2 separate regions of the Sus scrofa genome follow, and region 1 is linked to region 2. The links are chromatin contacts, called in public Hi-C maps. All regions are on one chromosome and are shown on one strand. The core of a region is the stretch at or near the end of the contact, and the rest is flanking DNA. Distances in the headings are between cores, read along the strand shown.

Region 1 (3,061 bases), core at 68-2,567, 320 kb after region 2:
TGGCGCAGCGGAAACGAATCCGATTAGGAACCATAAGGTTGCAGGTTCGATTCCTGGCTTTGCTCAGGGGGTTAAGGATCCGGTGTTGCCGTGAGCTGTGGTGTAGGCTGCAGATGCGTTCAGCTCTGACATTGCTGCGGCTGTGGTGTAGGCTGGCAGCTGTAGCTCTGATTCGACCCCTAGCCTGGGAACCTCCATATGCTGCCAGTGCGGCTCTAAACACACACACACACACACACACACACAACACAACTAGTATCCGTGAGGATGCAGGTTCCATCCCTGGCCTCGCTCAGTGGGTTAAGGATCTGGCATTGCTGGGAACTGTGGTGTAGGTCACAGAGGGCCCCTGGATCCTCCATCACTGTGGTGTAGGCTGGCAGCTCCAGCTCTGAATCCACCCCTAGCCTAGGAACTTCCCTATGCCACAAGTGCGGCCCTAAAAAGCAAAACAAGTGGTTAAATGCCAAAATATACTTTAAACCCAGGCTCTGCCGTTTCTGAGCTGTGTGACCTTGGGCAAGTCATTCAACCTCTCTGGACCTCAGTTTTAACCTCTGCTTAATGCGACTAGACTTGAATTAGTGTTTCCTCCGCTCTGAGACACTCGGTCTCCGGACAAATTAGGTCCCAACATCTTGGCCGCTAGACAAGGGGTAAGGAACGTCTTCCGGGAAGATTTAAGGAGTAATGCGTGGTGAAGAGTAGGGAGAAAGAGGATCAGAACGACGCTTGCGCAGTAAACACCTCACGCTCTCCTGCCCCTCCCAACCCCTTCTCTGCAGCAGGGAATTGCAGGCGCTGCTCCACCTATCCCAGCCCAGCTGAGCGACAACCCCCGTTCTCCTTCGTTCTCTACGGATCGTGGCTCTCCTCCCGCCCCCATAACAGCCCAATCGGGGGGGGAGTAGGACAGGTCGGGCAAATCCCCAACGCCTGCGGGGGCGATCTGCCCATCTATTGGCCTCAGTCACCACAAGTCCCGCCTCCTCAAGCCCGCTCCCCCCGCCCTCCCTCACGTCAATCCCTCCCTTCTAGGAGAGCGACCGGATCCAATCAGTATTGGCCCCGGCCGCGCGGAGGGGGCGGTCCAACTGTACGTAACCTAACTCCGCCCGTCTCTCGAGCAACGCCCCGACCCCGCTCTCCCGAACGGAAATACGGGGGTGCTGGACCAATCGTAACGGCGTACCTTTGTCCTGCCACCAATGAGAGAGGGAGTGGGGATGAACCCGCGCCTGAACGGCAGTAATTCGAGCCAATGGGCAGCTGAGAGCTCAGGATGGCGGCTGGGAGGGGAGGGACCGGGGGCGGAGACGCGGCCTGCCTGCCCGCCCGCCCGCCCGCCAGCCCGCCCTCCCCCTTGGCCGGCTAGGCTCCTCGGCGCTGCTTGGGGTCCTTTCCTTCAGGTCCCCGCCTGCCAGCCCCCGCTGCGCTGTGCCCTGCCCGGCCAGGCCTGGAGCCGACACCACCGCCATCATGCCGGCCGTGTCCAAGGGCGATGGGATGCGGGGGCTCGCGGTGTTCATCTCCGACATCCGGAACTGTGAGAGCGCGGCCGGGGGACCCTGGGCGGGGGAAGCGTGGAATTGAGGGGCTCGGGGGTTACAGAAGGGCCTAGGGGATAGAAGTCCATTGGGGTCGTAGAGTGAGAGGATAGAGAGGCCGCGGGGGGAACTTTAGGGTGGGGGTAATGGAGGGTCTTAGAGTGTCTTACTGTGCCTCTTCAGGTGACGACACGGAGTGGCTAGAGGCGTCCGGGAGGGTCTTAATGAAAAGGACGCTAGTAAAGTCCCGGAGATGGGGCGTAGAGGCGTCCCCTGGGGATGAAAGAAAGCTAGGAGATCGCATTAGCCATGGGGTCAGAGAAATCCCTGATGTAGACAGAAAAGAAAGGAGGTGCATGGCTGGGTGGTTGGGGGTACCCTGTGGAGCGATAGAGTGGGAGGGGGCCAGTGGGAACGGGGAGACCTGAAACACAGGAAGCCAGGCTTGAGAGCTTGGGTGAGGGGGTGTCATAGAGGGGAAGGGGCTAGATAGGTCACCGAGGTGCCCAGCTCGTTTATAGTTTATAGAGAGGACTTTAGAGTGATAGAAAGTCCCAGGGGTTTGGGGAGGAGGGATGGGAAGGTGGGGGACTATAGCGGGACCCTGGTGAGGGATAGAGGGGCTCCAGGATGGAAGATTTCTTAGGAAACACGGAGGTCAATGGAGAAGGAACAAGAGGGGTTACTTCGAGGCGCTTCCTGCAGGTGGAGTCTTTGGAGAGCCTGAGACAGGGGCCTGGGGGGCTTGGAAAGGAGAGGATATTACAATGTGGGGGCTTAGAGGATGTGCCAGAAGCAGGAGAACCCCTATTTCAAAGAAGGGGTTAGGGGCCTTAGGAATTTGTGAGGAAGAGATCTGGGAAGTGGGGGATGGAGGAAGCCTGGTCCCAGAGCAGGGTCATGGGTCAGGGAGCAGGACAGGCCTGAATCTGGAGCCCTCTCCCATCTGACCACATCAATACGGGGACAGTGATCACCAGCAGGAAGGATGGTCGTGACTATGGGAGGCCTGGTGCCAAGTCAGCGCCCAGCTCCTGGGAGCGGGTGTTGGCGTTTAGAGCTGCCAAGAGCTTCAGAGGCTGTATCCGCACGGGCTCTGGGGTCAGCCAGGCTTGAGTTGGTGTCGGAGCGCTGACGCTTCCTAGCCCTGTGACCTTGAATTGAGGGACTCTGTTTCCTCCTCTGTCAGGAGGGACTGCTGATGGCACCTTCCTGATGAGGCTGTTGTGACGCCATATGTGAGTGAGGCCTTTTCACACATCCCAGGCTCTAGATAGATCTTGGCTTTTCTTCTGGTTATTTGGCTGGATCTGAGGAGTGGCCTCTGCTGGGTGTCCAGTGATGATTTGAGAGTTTAGTAGGTATGGAAGGATCTGGCACATAGTAGGTGCTCAGTAAACAGGAGGTGTGGAAACTGGTATCAGGTGGCAGAGAGACAGGCAGGGGTGTTATGAAAGGGGCGGAGCTTTGAGGGGTTGGGGGTTGGGGGGGCAGTTGTTAGGAGCCCAGTATAT
Region 2 (3,058 bases), core at 234-2,733:
AGCCGGGGTTGTGATGAAGTCTTAAGACCCCGGAGGAATGCCTAGGGCCCACGAGGGCTGAAACTTTGGGTATGGATTACTGGTTTAAAGAAGACAGGCGTCAGGGCCTAGTTGAGGGGAAGGGGGGGTGTGGGTGAAATCTGCTCAGTCCCTCCCCCAGAACAGGTGCTAGGATGTGAGCAGCAGCTGCCAGAAAAGAAGGAGGGGCCCAGGCCCGAGTAAGGCTGAGGGGCGATCCAGAGAGAGAGGAACAGCGACTCAGAGAGAGAGAGAGAGAGGACAGAGTCCCAGAGAGTAGGGGACAGAGACCCAGAGAGAGAGGGACAGACTCAGGGAAGAAACTCCAGCCAAGACCAGGAAAGACCCACAGCACCACAGACTGGGGGGCGGGGGCGCTCTGCCATCAGGAGCGCCAGAACAAAGGGCCCAGGCGTCCCCTCCCCCAGTTTCCCACAACCCCCATCAGGGGAGGGGCTGGCCGGCGAGGGCACCTCCCCTCCGGCCCCAGCCCCGCCCCTTCCCCCGTTCCCCTCCCCCCCATCCCCCGCCCCCGGCACTGTGGGCTCAGATCCAACTCAAGTTCCCAGTGACTTTCCGGAGGCCGGGAACGGGGGGAAAACTTTTTCCAATACAGTCAGATCCCGCCTCCCTGGCGGCTCCACGTCTTCCACAGCTTTCCCAGGACCCCAGAGTCCAGGCCCCCATCCCCCTCCTCCCTTGGACCCCGGAGCCCCGGCCGAGATAGACAAAGACCCCAGGCCGAGCCCAGTGGCGCTGCGGCGGTCAGGACCCCCGTAGGCCAAAACCCCAGCCCAGCTCTCCCCCATGTGGCCAGACAAAGGGACGGAGGAGCCGAGTCAGAAAAGTCCCCCCTAACTCCCCTCCCCAGGCCCCAAACCTCCAAAGCGACAAGACTGAAGATCCAGAAAGCCCCGTAGCCCACCTTCGGCCACCCAGGAGGCCTCCGTTCTCCACGAGGAGGACCAGGCGCCCACAAATGACACACACAAACCAATTCGGTCAGAAACAAGCCCGGGGTCCTTTCTCACGTGAAACCGACACCTCCACAGACACTCACACTCAGGCGCACACACCCGCCAGAGTCCCCAGCCCTCACCCATTCCCAGGCGCACAGTCTCAAACTCAGACCCATCAGCAAACACCCCGAGTGTGGCGAAAGTTCCAACTCCACACTTAGCCTCGGTCACGAGCGCACCCTCGGGCCCACCCCCGGTAAAGAAGAGGGCGGCCAGCAGTTCAGAGATGGGCCCACAAACACCTCAAAGCGTAACGCATAATTGCCCACCCCAACTCACACACCCAAATGCAGAATCCCCGACTCCCGCCGGCGCCTTCCTACCTCCCGGCCTGGGGCTGGGGAGCCGCGGGCGGGCGGGGCGCTGCGAGGGAGAAAGTTGCCCGGGAGCTTTGTTTGGGAAAAGTGGGAGGGACCGGAGGGGGGGCGGGTCCGGGCGCCGGACAGCGGGAAGGGGGATCCGACGGTGACAATTTAGGGGAAGATTTTTGCTTTGGCAAAAAAAGGTGAAGTCTAGCTGGGGCCTGGTGAGAACGTCCAGATTCTGGTGCTTAGAAGGATCCCTGAGAGAGGAGGGGTCTTGGGCGTCTGGATTCAGGGGTCTGAGGGAGGATTGATGGGGGCCAGGAAACCTGGATCTGAGGGAGGGGGGACTGGGGGCCAAGATTCCTGGGTCTAGAGAGGAAGGGTCTGGAGGCCTGGACACCTGGCTTTACCCAGCTGTGTGTGTGCGGGAACGATTGATAGGAAAAAGAAACAAAAGAAACTTTCCTGTTCAACCCTCAAGTGCATTTTTCAGGATTGAAGTATAAGGCTGGATTTTTTTTTTATCGATTTCCATTGATTTTTCCCCCCCATTGATTGCTTTCCTTGTGACTTCCTGAGAGTTAAGGGTGGAAGGCAAGACGACTGGGAGTTTATTAGAGGTTCACGGAGATGGAGACTCTCATGGACACGCGATAGTGGACTAGAGGTATTTGGTGTCCCAGGACCAGGAGAGAGCCTCGGTGCCTGAAGAGAGAGATAAGAGTCCCTTAAAAAGGCCCTTTGGGCTTCCTCTGTGGCTGACTACATGCCTTGTCTGCTATGGCGGCTCTGGTTCGATCCCTGGTCCTAGAATTTACACATGCCACTTAAAATTAAAAAAAAAAAAAAAAAGGTTCCTTAAAGATGAGGATTAAGTGTTCAAATTCGGGACTAGAGGGGCTGGGGTCCAGACTCTGAGGTCCTGAGGTAGAGGGGAGCCGGGATTCCGGGCTCCTTGGAAGATGGGACTCGGGACTGGATTTAGGGTTTCCCGAGAGGGCGGAGCTTTTCAGTGGTAGCAAGAGGGCTCCGTGTTCAGCGTCCCTACATAGCCTTCTATTGAGCGCGTTAATCCTTTCAAAACCTGGAGAAGATGGGAAGGGATGTGGAGAAACTCAGACAGATAAAAAGAAAATTAAGCAGTGGACGAATCAGAAGGACTGTTCAGAGTAGGGCATTTCATCAGCAGACTAGTGGAACTGAGGGCACTAGGGGCAAGATCTGGGGCTCTTAGGTGGGGCCTAGGTGTGCGGGCGTGGCTCTAAGTCAGGGGCGGGGCCATCTGCAATTGGAGCAAGACTGCGGCAAGATGGGCACGATCGGAGAATGCGGGCAACACTGGGTCTCCAAGGCCAAGGTCAACGGACAGGGGCGTGGTCTGACTATGGGGGTGTGTGCTTGAAAAGTACGCTGGGCTTTGGCTTAAAGGGTGTGGCTCTTCCCTTAAGGGCGTGGCTCTTCCCTTAAGGGCGTGACTATCCAATAGAGGGCCCGGCTCCTGGGTGAGGTCAGCAGATGGGGGCGTGGTCAAGCAAATAGGGCCGAGTCCAGGGCTCGCGGAGCTCACCCAACGCCCCAGGTAATCCGGCCTAGGCTCGAGACCAGAACTGTTTAGATATAACAGTCCTTGGACTGCGGGAGCCTGAGAGTCCGGTGGACCAGGCTGTGGTGTAGTATAAAGGCGGCGCCCAGAAGAAGGGGCGGGGCGTGGGAGAA

The links. Hi-C and Micro-C count contacts between places; a contact is called where the count stands out from the background.
Region 1: a contact with region 2 is called in a Hi-C map of heart right ventricle, with 1.6 times the contacts expected there. The contact joins the promoter of AP2A1 here to the promoter of DKKL1 in region 2. A contact is called at or near these places in 1 of 47 Hi-C or Micro-C datasets (heart right ventricle) and 1 of 2 datasets of contacts at active chromatin or transcription factors (alveolar macrophages).

Annotation. Positions count from the first base shown.
Region 1 is chr6:54,785,220-54,788,280 of Sscrofa11.1, forward strand. It overlaps AP2A1 (AP-2 complex subunit alpha-1), which reads left to right and starts at 1,318. Exons shown (of 23, transcript XM_021094760.1): 1 at 1,318-1,546. The coding sequence starts at 1,480.
Region 2 is chr6:54,460,884-54,463,941 of Sscrofa11.1, forward strand. It overlaps DKKL1 (dickkopf-like protein 1), which reads left to right and starts at 1,484. Exons shown (of 5, transcript XM_021094734.1): 1 at 1,484-1,542. TEAD2 (transcriptional enhancer factor TEF-4) reads right to left here and starts at 1,442. Exons shown (of 12, transcript XM_021094725.1): 1 at 1,361-1,442.